Regions from separate parts of the Triticum aestivum genome. Here region 1 is linked to region 2. Evidence: chromatin contacts called from public Hi-C data. All regions are on one chromosome and are shown on one strand. Each heading gives the region's core, a stretch centred on a gene start, on an enhancer-like site or on the middle of the called end of the contact. The rest is flanking DNA. Distances are from core to core; before and after follow the strand shown. Region 1 has its middle 140 kb from the start of LOC123166859. Region 2 holds the start of LOC123169005 (protein RICE SALT SENSITIVE 3).

Evidence for each region. A called contact is a pair of places that touch in the nucleus more often than the background predicts.
Region 1: a contact with region 2 is called in a Hi-C map of an unstated tissue, with 9 times the contacts expected there. The contact joins the enhancer-like site here to the promoter of LOC123169005 in region 2. A contact is called at or near these places in 4 of 5 Hi-C or Micro-C datasets (leaf and an unstated tissue).

Annotation. Positions count from the first base shown.
Region 1 is chr7D:150,000,968-150,004,090 of IWGSC CS RefSeq v2.1, reverse strand. No RefSeq gene overlaps it. Among protein-coding and RNA genes, the nearest start is that of LOC123166859, 140 kb to the left of the region's middle. Within about 2 kb of position 1,405, at least 1 of the 8 cell types and tissues checked has an H3K27ac peak or open chromatin away from gene starts, as enhancers often do.
Region 2 is chr7D:149,705,323-149,708,378 of IWGSC CS RefSeq v2.1, reverse strand. It overlaps LOC123169005 (protein RICE SALT SENSITIVE 3), which reads left to right and starts at 1,320. Exons shown (of 7, transcript XM_044586867.1): 1 at 1,320-1,662; 2 at 1,835-1,891; 3 at 1,996-2,205; 4 at 2,348-2,453; 5 at 2,553-2,594; 6 at 2,832-2,888. The coding sequence starts at 1,529.

The sequences.
Region 1 (3,123 bases), core at 156-2,655, 300 kb before region 2:
AAATAAAATGTACATAAACAATAAAGATGTTCATGTTTTTTAAATAAACAAAAAACTAAGCCAAGTTTTTTGCTTGGGAAACACAGGAAAAGGAAATTGAGAAAACACGACAGGAAAATCAAAAGGAATTACGTTTAAAGTTGTCAAAACCAAAACGAACCCATCTACATGGGCAGACCCGTTAGTTTAAAGGGGATATATTTGGTGCCTTAAGCATCAAACAGGATGTAGTTCGGTTGTTAGTTCGTTTTTGCTAGGTTTGTGTGTGTGTGTGGATCCTGAACCGTATAAGGCAATTTGTTTTTGTGTTTTTTTGTGTTCCTTTTGAACAGGAATTGAAGTCAACATTGTTAGAAAAAGATGAGACATTTTTGCAGCCTGCCAGAGACCACATGGATGCCATTTCTTGTTCTCATTTGAGGCGCTTAAAGCATACGAGCAACTAGTTAGAGCGTAATCTCTGAATTGGTTTTCGAGGGACACCCACGAGGGAGCACGGGGAGCGCTCCAACGCCGCCACGTGTCCGACGGCGGGTGTGGGAGAACTTTTTCTTCTCAATCTTTCTAGTTTTTTGTTTGGTTTTCTTGATTTTACTCTGATTTTTTTGGTCTTTTCGGCTTTCTCCGACTTTTGCTGGTATGTGGCTGTAGCGTGCACTTTAGCCCCATGATATGGTCTCCCCTTCCTCTTAGTGGCACTGCTGGATCCAGTTGACGAGGATGAGGGCTCTATGGCAGCTAAGGTTCTTTCTCAAGGTTATGGGAAACCATCATGTCTCGGAGTATTTGTCATTGTCTAGATTCTAGAAGAGGAATTTTGTTTCTAAAATGTCCTAAAAATCATGAAAAGAATCAGACAAGCAAATTATGAGATGAAGTATACGCATGAACATTTTTGTAAAAGGAGAGAACCATTTATGATCCGTGAGTATAAGCAAGTGTTGCATTTTCACATAGGTTGTAAATGGTCATACTTCTAAACTCGGAGGAAAAAAGAACCATGGCATTGGTTAACGGGAGCTCGAATGAAAGAAGCATCGGGGTTGGGTGTAGGAGGGTCGTCTGTTCTTCTAGTATATATTTTTTGAAACGAGGCAAAAGATTTGCCGTCTGTTCTTCTAGTAGGTGTCATGAATAGTTGCATCCTCAAATTTAGTGTATTGACTTTGTGCCTAATGAGAAGAGATTGATAGCTTCATTTCCAGCTCAGTGTGCAACCGCATAGCTCCTGAACAAGAAACATGCTGGGTACCTCGGTACAAAGTGAATGAACAAGAAAAAAAGCCTACCATGGTAGGTTGGCCAAGTGCAAGCACTTTTCTAGGCTAGGTCCTGAGCCCTGTGCATGGACACCACCTACCCCTGAACCCAGTCAACCGGTCACCTCCGATCCATTCAAATAATTGGGTGGGGCAAGTCAGTCAGCAGCTTTCATCATCCTCCAACCTGCCAAGACGGGAGGAAGATCCCATCCCCCACAACTTTCCCGACGCGACGGCTGTTATTTTCTAAGCAGATCTCTCCCCCTTTTCCCTGTCACCGCGACCGAACCCCATGCACCGCTGCTGGCTGGCTGCCACCTTTGCTGCTCGGTGAGGAATCCATCAGTCACAGGCCCAATGGCCGTAAGAAAGGAAGAAAAGGATCATCATCAGGCTTGATGCCCCAATAATTCTGCCTTTTCCATGTGCATTCCCCTCTGTAAAGACGACGAGGTGAGGGCGAGGAGAGCAGCTTAGCAGGATAAGCGTAGTGGCGAGGTGACGCTTGTGTCCCCCTGAGCATCGTTTTACAGGGGAGCTCCTCATAGGTGGTCGCCGGACAGCGGCGGGTGCTCGTGTCCGCTGCGAATGGCAGGTGTTGGCCGGGGAGGAGAAGGTTGAGCGTTGCTTGTCAGGGGCCATGCCCTGTGCTGTGCCAAGCACTTGACTGATTTGACGGCTCTTGTTAGGGCATACACTGGGCACCCCGTGAACCACACCCGCCTCGCCACCTTTTCTCCCCTATTTCTTTCTTTCTTTTTCCGGGCAAGGCGGCAAATGGAACTTCGGGAATTACCATACGCCGCCGCTGTTCAGTGTACGCTCAATCAATCTCATACGAAGAAAACAAGAGAATAGCATAGACTGTGTGTTTGTCAAGTGAGCGCTGCATGCGTCTCCTCCTTTCAGTAAATCGGTAACGAATTCGGCAACCACAGAGCACACGACAGTCCGAACGGCGCCATGCCGTGATCCGAACCGTACTGGCGATAATTTTCCCATTGATCATGAGGTGGGGTTACGCCGAAGGGTTGGTCAACAATCATGCTGCAAAGGCGCCACACATGCCGTAGCTGCAGTGAGCTATAGGAGGGATACAGTGTCCTGTCCTGCTTCTTCATTACTCGTGGAAGCCATTGGTAGTGGGATCGCTGAGCCGAGGGCCGGATGTGCTGGCAGAGGATCGTCAGTCATCACACGTTCGCTCGCGCCACCAAGATGGAGATGCGTGGCAATGGCATGGCGTTCCGAGAACGGGCGGCTGGGGCATCGCTCTGCATGCTCGCCCTTGTCATTCAGCTGTCTGCCTCCGTTTTACGCTCGGAAAGCACCCCGATTTGCTTGCGTCGACACCGACTGTTCCTCAACATTGCAGCCACGCTTGCAATTTGCCAGCGAGGGCTACAGGGTGTGTGCGTGTGTAGCGAACGTAGTTGCTGATGTGTTGGGCTGTGATACAGTGCGATTAGTTCCCTTTATTAGGTGCGTTTCACCTGCACTTTTATCGCTTCCTGCATGGCACGTATTGATTGGCTCTTCATCTACAGGCAGGCTTGGAGGGGCCTGGATCTATAAATCTTCAGAGATTATCGTTTAGCATCGGATGTCTTCTGACCACGCTTCGCATTGGCCGTAATCAGGCGGGCGTCACGAGGGCTATTGTGCAATGGTGACACTTAGGTGCTTTCAGTTTAATCTTCCAGTTCCCGTGAAAGGAGCTGCAAATTTTACCATTATCCTGCAATATCACACACACTGAAGTGCACTTCATGCTCGTGGTGTGCAGACAATGAACCTCCACAGCGTGACACTTTAGTCCACCACTAGTTTGACCCTGAGCAAAAAATGAAGGGCCAGTTGT
Region 2 (3,056 bases), core at 71-2,570:
CACCTATACGAGTGCTACAACCATTGACAAAAAAGTTTCATACCTACATAGAAAAGCTTCAACCACCAATAGGGGAAGCTTCAACCAGCCACTGTCAACTGAAAAGGTTGCAACTGTTACGAAAAAAGCTTCAACCTTAGGTGAAAACGGATTCAGCCGAAAGATATACAAAGTTTCAACCGGGCACTGCAAGACAATAAAAGTTGCAACCATTTACAAAATAAGCTTCGATCGTAGTTGAAAAAAGCTTCAATCAACACAATGAAAAGCTTTAATCTGCGAAAAAAGTTTCAACCGACATGGAAAAAGCTTCAACCGGTGTGATAAAAAGCTTCAACCGGCGTGCCAATGGTGCGAGGGGCGACGTTGAGAGCTGTGATCGGCGGCACGACAGTGCATCAGCGGGGTGTGCTAAGACGACGACTGCTAGGTGCCGCAACGACAGAGGGCGTCGGCATGCTTCAAGGTGGCGTCGTTTTTTGCTACGAGGGAGGGTGACGTCTTCCTGCTGGACCGGCGGCGACGAGGACAGTGAGCGCATCCAGGAACGCGGGGCGGCGGAGGGAGGAGGTCCAGGTGAGGGGATGGTGGCCGGCGGCCGAGAGGACGTCTAACGGCCGGGGCTGCGCGCTGAGAGGAAGAAGGAGATGAGGAAAGTCAACGCGCGTAGATCGAACAGTTGGGGCTCGTTGCATCGGGCGGCTGGGGCGCGACCGACCCAACTGTTGGGCCCGCGCACCGGCGCCTAGCACCCGCCTATTAGTTATGCTCAAAGTTTGGAGACGTGCGTGACACTTGCTCTACGGGAAAAATATATTGATAGAACAAGTATACAAGAAAAGGCAACCAGGGAACGCAATGCATGAGCGAGTCAGGATGGAGCGCCGCGGAGTATTTAATGGAAAAGAATTATATGAGACTAGGTCTCACGGTTAGCATGTGAGACCCACCTTAATAAATGACACGTGACATTTACAAATTACAAAGCAATTCCCATCCCAGCACCGCAATTAATCCACAAGGAGCCGTACGAAGCACAGTCCTCTCTCTACATTTTGAGGAGCCCTGCCCCTGCGTCGCGTGTGTGGGCATGAAGGGGACAGTTGGGATCAACTCGATCCAAGGACCAAAAACACAAGCAGAATTTTCTCATTCTTCCCTCCCGCAACTAATAATAAGAACCAAAATGTGGGCCCTGGGCAAAAGCCAGCCGGGTACACATTTTTTTATTAGCTTATACTCCCAAGCAGCAGTCCCCCATCATCTTCAGTCAGGTCCCTCTCGAGAGAGAGAGAGGGGAGGGGGTATAAATTTCGGGCAAGTGTGGCGCTCTCATTCGATGGTGGCCTCGCCTCTCACAGCCATACGGAGAGATCACACACGGGAAAGAAAGGGAGTCCCAGTCCAGGATCAAGCTAAGCAAGCTAGCTAGAGCTTAGCGCCAGTTCTCCGGTACTCTCGATCGGCGTCTCCTTTTCCGCTCCCCGCTGCTGAATCTCATCTCCGGCTGCTCGTGGCGGCGGCGGCAATGGAGGAGCAGCTGAGCCCGGTGGCGGTGACGCACCTGCTGCAGCACACGCTCCGGAGCCTCTGCACCAGCGACGCCTCGCAGTGGGTCTACGCCGTCTTCTGGCGCATCCTCCCCCGGAACTACCCTCCCCCCCAAGTGAGCCCTGCCTTCTCCTCCCCTTCCTTTCTCGCATCCATCATCTTCATCAGGCGCCTGTAAACCAAACCATGGCCGCCACCGCCATCAATCAACCAACGTCCTGATGCCGCACCGCGCTCTTCGGCGATTGCTAATCTCTTTGCTCGCTCTGTCCGTCTGTTTGAGCAGATGGGATCTCCCAGGTGTGGCGTATGACAGGACCAGAGGAAACAGGAGGAACTGGTACGCGCATGCATACACATGGAGAGAGTCCTCTGCACTTGTCCAAGTCTTTTTTACCGTCGCCTGAGACTTACTGTGTTGGGGTTTTGGTTTCTTGCACCCAGGATCCTGGCGTGGGAGGACGGGTTCTGCAACTTCGCGGCCACCACCTCTGCAGCCGCCTGCGGCCAAGAGGGGGCAGGAGCCGCCGCGGCTGCGTACGCGGACTGCGAGGCTGCCGCCGCCGCAGCAGCGCAGGAGGCCAAGCAGGGCCTGGGCCTGCAGCCTGAGCTCTTCTTCAAGATGTCCCACGACATCTACAACTACGGCGAAGGGTCAGTACTCCCCAAGATTAACTGGCTTATGATCAGATTAGGTAGCTAAGCAGGCGATCGGCCGGTCGCCGGTGCTGCTGGATGATGGTTAAGTTAACTAACCAGGCTGCTTCTCTGTTTGTTCTTGGTCGCTTGGCTGCAGGTTGATAGGGAAAGTGGCGGCGGACCACAGCCACAAGTGGATCTTCAAGGAGCCCCCGGAGCAGGAGATCAGCCTCATCTCCTCCTGGAGCAACCCCGCCGACTCCGTAAGCCGCTCCTCCGCCCCCAAAACATTCGCCGCCAGCTTACCTTGCTAATGCAGTCCTTAACTAACCATCCTCCATGAAATTATTGACCCGGTGCAGCAACCGAGGACATGGGAGGCTCAGTTCCAGTCTGGAATCCAGGTACGCCTGCCTTGACAAATCGCAATCGCCGCCGGCCTTTTGATCAAAAGCTCTCTGCCTGCCTGCTCCATCATCCTCTGCCCCTTGATGCCTTCTCTGCTGCCGCATCGTTTCCCGCGCCGCATGCAGCTAGCTCAGCTGAAAGCTGAAAGCTGATGCTGCCATCGTAGCATAGATAGCATTACTGGTTTCTTTCTTTTCCCATTTCTTTCTCTCATTCTTGTGTGGCGCGTGCAGACCATCGCGCTGATCGCCGTCAGGGAGGGCGTCGTGCAGCTCGGCTCCATGAAAAAGGTGCGCTCATACCCTACTGCTAGCTGGATTAGCCTGTGTGTTTATAGCCCACTGCGTGCTCGCCGGTCTTATTCTACCGGGCTTTAATGGGTTCTCGCCCGAGAACGGAAGCCAACATGTGGCGCACGCGCGACCGTGCAGCGCTGCTACTAGTGGCAGCGGCAGCGG